2 separate regions of the Arachis hypogaea genome follow, and region 1 is linked to region 2. Evidence: chromatin contacts called from public Hi-C data. All regions are on one chromosome and are shown on one strand. The core of a region is the stretch at or near the end of the contact, and the rest is flanking DNA. Distances in the headings are between cores, read along the strand shown. Region 1 has its middle 18 kb from the start of LOC112776922. Region 2 holds the start of LOC112776599.

Region 1 (3,916 bases), core at 1,390-3,889, 46 kb after region 2:
AAAATTATCAGACATCAGTCTTGACTATTGAAACATCGAATTATTCTTTTGTTATATTTATTACTATAACTTACTACTGAAAGAAAATTCCACCCAATTTTTGTATGGCTGCCTGACAACATATAAGAAAGTGGAACAAAGAAAAAGAAAGATGCAACAAATGAAATTAACATTTTCACTTACAAAAAAATTGGTCCATGTGTTATAAAATAGTTTAACATTACTTTTATATTTTTATTCATGAATAAATTTATTAAGACTATTTTTTTTTTGAATAAAAATGATTCCATATAAGCCTAATGCATAATGGTATGACCCAATTCGACAATTTCGTAGCTTATAGAGTCCAAGCCCGAAAGAACAATCAATCATTATAAGAATTCTAACACATTTTAATCACAAAGAAGGAGTAATAATTGTACAAACAAAATCAACTGTAAAATCTTATATACATAATCAACAGCTACAAGTCTACAACTATAGATGTATATACATACATATATTAATTAATTAAAACAGAAAAAAAGATAATAATATACAAACAGTATTATTCTATACCAAAAAGAAAGAAAAAAAAAAAAAAACAAGAACAGAACATCTTGAAAATCATGATTATCATCATAGTTGTTGTCAATTTCCGATGTTTCTTGTCGGAATGGTAGCCAACCGTCGGAGTTGTGGATGTGGAGCTAAGAGGATGATCAGAAACAGAAAAATCGTAATAGTAGTAACTGCCTTCTCCATTGTCTTCCCGCTCCTTGTAGCGGCCGGAGCAGGACAGCGCAGCGACTATGCTCTTGAATATTCTAATCTTGATTCGGCCCCTTCTTAGCGGCAACATTTGTGTGTCTCTAACGGTGGTGGTTATTAGTTTGGTATCTACATCAGCCATTGAAGCGAAAAACAGAAGAATTAAAGAATAAGAATGAAGAGTGAAAAGAGAATCAAGCCTTTTGTTTTAGTTGTGAATTGTAAATTGTAATAAGAGTGGAGCGTAAATTCGAGTGAGAGCTGTGTTATAAAGGGATAAGAGAGTTACTGCAGCTGTCTTGCTATTTAAGTTTCTCTATTTTTACATGTTTCAATCTTCAGAATTTTTGTTTTTATTCTTTTGCATAAACTATTGTGACTACTTAATAACACCTGTGCAAGATTATTTTGGAATTACTACTTGTATTGCGGTTGATATATTACTATTTTATAAGTTTCAAGTTTCTACCAATCTTTAGAGTTTTTATTTTTGTATAAACTATGGTGACTTATTAATGATACTTGTGCAAGACCAAGGTATCAGATTAACGCATGTATCAACTAATTTCTCTCAAAAAGTATCAAGTTAACACATGTATCAGCTAATTTCTCTCAAAACTGTATTATACTGAAAAAGTTGGTTATTTGTAGTTCATTAGTTTTTATATTGGATAATCTCAAAAATTGAAGTCATAAAAAAATAGACAATTCTAGAGAAAAAACTACTCTCAATGTCTTTATTTATTTAAACATATAAAAATTTTAATATATCTAAGAATATTAAAATTATACTTAACAGTGGCGAAACTTGAAACAAAATTCTGGAGGGTCAGATAGAGGATAATTGTCAAGATGCTTTTGATATGGAGCTCGTCTAATCTCATCTCTCTGGTTTGGGTGATATTGCCACATTTAAAGCCGTTTTCTGGGTCTCGTTCTAAAAAGTTAAGGTCAAACTCATCAGATGGAACTTTTTGAACTTTAAAGGTTGTATCTCACTTTTTTCGTGATTCATTAAAGTAGAAGAACTATTTACAGGTGTTGATATTGTAAAAGTTATATGTTCTCCTTCTTAAATATTAGCCTTCCTCTAAAAAAATGTATCAATTCTTTGATTTTTCATTATTATTTTATATAAAATTTGAATATATATCCTGTAAAATATGTAAAGAAGAAGTTAGAAGGACAAATATTAAAATTTATAATATTTATTGAATTTTTTTTTATCAATTTATACAAATACAATAATATTAATACTTATTGAATATTCTATTATTTTTTATCATATAAAAAATTAAATTAAATAAATAGTAAAATATAAAATAATATTAAATTAAATAAATAAAAATATCTAATATTTTATATTTGAACTTAAAGATAGAAAAAATGTTGCTTATTAAACTTATTAGGTACTTTAAGTCATAGTAAAGTATTTAAGTCAATTGAATTATTTTTTATCTTTTGAAAAATACTACTAATTTTTTTATAAAAAATTTGGGAGGATTATGGCCCCTTGTCTGAACTAAGCTCCGTCTCTGACACTAAACATGCTGTGAAGAGCCAATATACCTTATTATGCTCAATAGTAAAATATTTCAAGTTAAAACATTAGTATATAATCCTTATAACTCTCACAACACTATGGCAATCACACTATCTTGGAGTTGCTACTTTGTGGTTTATATGCCTTTATTCACACAAACACCCCACATATCCAGCTGGTGCTGTCATGAAGAACAACAACAAAAATATTCAAATGAGCCAATCCAAAAATAAACACATTGACATAAGTTCTAAGGATTAGAAACGTTTTGCAGGAGGTCCAAACCCCTTTTGATGCATGGAAGGGCCAAGGCCCAACAAAGAAAAAGGTGTTAGGTGTGGATACGGTTAATTTGTCATGATGTTGATGATATCCAATATTATAGTTTGTAATTTCTTTGGACTTAGTCCCATTGGTACACCAAAAACAAAATATATGTTCAAAAATATATACCAAATAATTAAAAACAAGGAGCACAAAAGAATTATTATATGTTGTAATTCACGGCTCATGATTCGGTGGTTTCAGAACGTTTGGATCATTAAATGGTCTCATAACAAAATATGTTTTTTAAATTTTTTTAATAACTGCTAAATAGTCCTTTTTTAATTTAATTACAAATTAACCCCATATATTTTATTTAATTATCAAAACGATTTTTTATTTTATAAATAATTATTTTATCATAAATCTATCATGTTTATTAATAATCAAGAACAAAAACAATAACGAATTAAATCTTTCATTGATCCTAATAATAAATTTTTTAGCTATTCCAATCGATTAAAAGATTAAATTTGATCCGTCACGTTCGTGAGGAATCATAAAATCGTGTTTTCTTGAAAACCAATCGATTGAATTATAACTCAATCGATTGGATTATAGTTTACCACTAAACAATAGATTGAAAATTGCTGGGCAGCATGGTTTTCGCAAATATCAATCGATTGGTCATATTACCCAATCGATTGAACGATGAATTAAATGTGGATTTTTTATAATTCAATCGATTGTTTAGAATTTCCAATCGATTGAATGCTTCAAAACAACCTGTGTCTCACTATTCAATCGATTGGTTGTGATACCCAATCGATTGAATTCATGAAAACAATATGGACATGCCAAATTCAATCGATTGAAGTGTGCTACCCAATCGATTGAAATGTGTATTAGCAACTTGAGGTCTCACTATTCAATCGATTGGTTATGTTACCAAATTTTATGTCATTATGTATGAGAACAATGATTTATTTTATTTATTTATTTTTATACCAAATAACAAAAAAAAAAAAAAATTTTATGTTCATTTTTTGTTACTTATTTTACTTATCTATAGTTGTTTAAATTAGACTTTATGCTTATTAAGTCATATTTTCTCATAACAAAAAAAAATAGTCATGAAATTATTTTTATATTTGTATAGGAGTACATTCATTATGTTATAATTTTAATAATTAATGTAAATTTTAAAAAATTGAATAAATTTATATTTATTTTGATTACATTCAAAAGTGAATTATATGTATTCTTATAATCAAGAAATATACTTAACTTCTTTTATAATAAGTAAGTTTTTCAATAATTTAATTTATTAAAAAAATCTCATCTTTTTATTTATCCTAC
Region 2 (3,704 bases), core at 1,135-3,634:
CCTTCCTATTTGTGCTCCGAAATCTTGTAGAAAAACCTGCAGCCTTGGTGTAGTCCCTGTAAAATGTTCCAGCATCTTCAAGGGTGGTAAAGGTCATTCCAACCTTGGGAACAAACTGGTCATCAACAACACAGAGAGGCTGCATAATACACCATGTCAAAAACTAAAAATACACCCAATAATTTCTGATCTAATACATCCGAACGACAACAACTCAACTAAAATAACAAAAAAAGCCATAAACTATAAATACACACACACTTTCCCCTAAAATACACCCAAAAAAGTCTGATCTACACTCGAGCGTCTGCTATAAATTGCAGATAATTAATCAAAACTAATACATTAGATTCAATCCACAAATTTATGTTCACGCATTAATTTCACAGTCAATGTTCACGAATTATTTAGCTAGACAATGATAGATGAATAACTGCATCAAAATTCAGAGTAATCGTAATTAGCTGAATGTAAATCAAACCTCAGGAACTTCGTTAGATTCAAATTCAAAATCCACTTCGCCCTGATTCAGCTGACAATCTGAGGTTGAATCATCCATTATCTTCAAAACGAGTTCAAACTTTGATTTCAGAAATCAGAAAATCAAAAAAAAAAAAAAAAACGAAGCTAGAGTTACAGAGAGAGAGGAACTCACGTCAATGACGAAGAACAAACCAGTGATAAAGGAGGGAAAAAGAACGATCGAAAAGGCAGGGAAAGGCGCGCGAAAAGGAGAACGAAGAAATTTGGCAAGAAGGAGAACGAAAAAGGAAACGAAATCTTTTAAAATTGGAAGTTATATATTTGCGCGATCTGTTATATAGCGCGTGAAAGTTACGTAACACTAGGAGCGTGTTTTGGGGGTAAGTCGTCATTTGGACTTGTAAGGCTTACAAACCTTAATCGCTTGTATGCGAAGAATTTCTACTAAAATAACAGTGGAGATAACATATTTTTTTAATCAACTAAAATTAAATTCTGTTATTTAGTTATATTTCTCCTTTCATATGACAATATCCAATTACCCATTATACTTGAGTCAATTTTTATTTTATATATGTTATTTTTATGAAATTAAAAAATATTAGGATTTTTGGAGTTTTATCTAAATATGAGAGCTGAGTTTAAAAAAAGAAAATCATAATGTATAAAAAATTAAAAAATTACTGAATGTGCTTTATGATTTTCTTTTTAAAATTAAAAAAAATCATTGGATGCTTTTTTATTTTTAAAAGAAAAAATAAAAATCAATGGGTGCGATTTATGTATATCACTATACACATGCCAAGAGTAGAAGAAAAATTCATAGGTACAATTTTGGACGCACAAATTATTTATGTAATCATGTTAGTTTAATAGACATCTTAAGTTTTTTTTTTTTTTTTTTTTTTTGGAGTAGAGATCTTTTTTTTTTTGGTTGATCAGAATAGTGGGTGCGTTTTTTATTAATATGAGAAAGATTTTTTTTTTTAATTAGGAAAAATAAATCGGAGACTCTAATTTAATTTTTTTAATTTTTTATAGAAATTTAGAATTTGGATCCTCTAAATTTTAAATTTATATTTTAGAGGGTAAAGTGTGATCTTCTACCCTTAAATGATTTTTTTTTATATTTATTCTTGGTCCCACTTATAAAATAAATGATAAGAGATCACACTTTATTCTTTAAAGTGAAATTTAAACTTTAAAAAATTTAAATCCAAAATCTGAGGATAAAATTTATTAAAGAGAGAGAAACAAAAATCTAAAAATTCAATTTAAGTGAGGTACATAAAGTCATAAATAATAAATTTGATGATCAAATTTGTATTTTACGTAACAAATTTGATAGGCCGTTTATATATGTTTTTCACATCTTAGTTAAACACATCATACTCTAATAACTATCAAAAATAAAAGGTGACATCTTAGTACATCTTATTAAAAATATTTTTTTTATATTAAAAGAAATTCTGAATACTTGATTTTATGACAAATATTTGTGAATTAATATTTACTAACTAGTAATTTACTGTAATTAATATATTTTTTAAGAATAATGTTATATGTTCAGTAAATATTGTTATTTTTAGTTAATAATAATTTTGCATTTATATTTATAGGTATTTTACACATAAAAAATATATAACTTATATTGAATTTTGCACATATAAATCAATATTATTTCTACTCATATTTTTTAAAATTTATACACATACACTAATAAAATTTATTTGGTAAAGATAATTTAGTTTTTGTGCATATCAAATAATAGTCAAAACTACTAAAAATTACTAAAATCAAGATTTTTCATTTTGTAATATTATTACAATGATTTATCACAGATTAAAATATAAATTTACTCAAAATTTGATAAAAGTAAAAAAACCCTTCCGTTTAGAAAATTTGAAAATAAGAAATTTGCGGGTTAATTCCCCCCCCCCCCCCCCCGGGTTTTTTCCCTGGCGGTTTACATTTGATTCGCGGTGGTTCTAATTTTGGTGGTTTTCTCTCTAACAGAACCGCCGAGCAACGAAACTAAATAAAACCTAAAGAAAAACACCTGGGGGCCTGCCCTATTCATTTAAACAGTCCGTCACCGTCACCGTCACCGTCACCGTCACCGTCACCGTCACTGTCACCGTCGCCGGCGCCACCACCTCGATTCCTACACTCGGTGCTTCTATCCTTCAGATCTCGTGCCACTGGATCTGGTTTGGAATTTCTAGATTTCTGCTTTTGTGGGATCTGCTGCTTGTCTCATTCTACGATTCTTTATTTTATTTATTTTCTTTGTCTTTTTGATTCAGTCTTTCATTGGATGGTCTTATTGAATTTGTTACGTGATTTCTTTTTTCTGTGTTAGTCTGATCTTTTTGTTCTTTGATAAAATTGCTGAGTGCACATGGTTTGGCTGATAGGTTGCAAAATTTCATTGTAGTTAATCTAGTGTGCAATTTTTCTTAGAAAACGAAAAATATACAATTTTTTAATAAATTACTTCTATTAACAAAAAAAAAAAGAAAAGAAGGAAAAAGTACTTTTATTTTAAGCAAGCAATTCTAGGCATTCCAAATAGTTTAGATTTTACATCAACTAAGACAGATAACAGTATCATTTTAGAGCTCTAAACCTTCAGGATTATAAATGTCTTGAAAAGTTTGTACATGGATTGGAGTTACTTGTGTAAGTTATTCAATGCATTTGAGTCTAATCTTGGAACAGTCTTAATGATACAGATTTTGTGCAGCAATGCCTAGTAATAAACGTTTGAAAGTTACAGCATCCACTACAGAGAAATCAAGCTTAGCTGTGCCACCATTGCGTAGCAGTGCCCAGCCTATTCCACCATCCTGCAGTGATCTTTGTCCAGTACTTCCAGCCCGGAAGGATCCCCATTCATCACTGCCAACTCCTGGTGATGCTCGTTCATTACCACTAGTCTTTGAAAGTGGTGTTCATCATCCGCTTGGATCTAGTTCTGTTCCGTGTCATCAGTTGATTAATTCAGATGATGATGCTGAATCATTTGATGAACATGTGGGCATCACAAGTTGCAGCAGTCGTAAGAATAATGACTATTGGAAGGTTAATGTTATTGGTAAGAGTTTTGTCATTCTCAATGTTTCAACTTAATATTGTCTTTTAAATTATTCTTTTCTTTTTTTGCTTCTTTTTTAATTTTTGGCGAAGATGACAAATCAGAAAAGTTTTCATTGGTTTTA

Evidence for each region. Hi-C and Micro-C count contacts between places; a contact is called where the count stands out from the background.
Region 1: a contact with region 2 is called in a Hi-C map of leaf, with 2.8 times the contacts expected there. The contact joins the enhancer-like site here to the promoter of LOC112776599 in region 2. A contact is called at or near these places in 2 of 8 Hi-C or Micro-C datasets (leaf and an unstated tissue).

What each region holds. Positions count from the first base shown.
Region 1 is chr19:22,973,827-22,977,742 of arahy.Tifrunner.gnm2.J5K5, forward strand. No RefSeq gene overlaps it. Among protein-coding and RNA genes, the nearest start is that of LOC112776922, 18 kb to the right of the region's middle. Within about 2 kb of position 2,640, at least 2 of the 3 cell types and tissues checked have open chromatin away from gene starts, as enhancers often do.
Region 2 is chr19:22,927,677-22,931,380 of arahy.Tifrunner.gnm2.J5K5, forward strand. It overlaps LOC112776599, which reads left to right and starts at 2,385. Exons shown (of 8, transcript XM_025820800.2): 1 at 2,385-2,693; 2 at 3,205-3,580. The coding sequence starts at 3,232.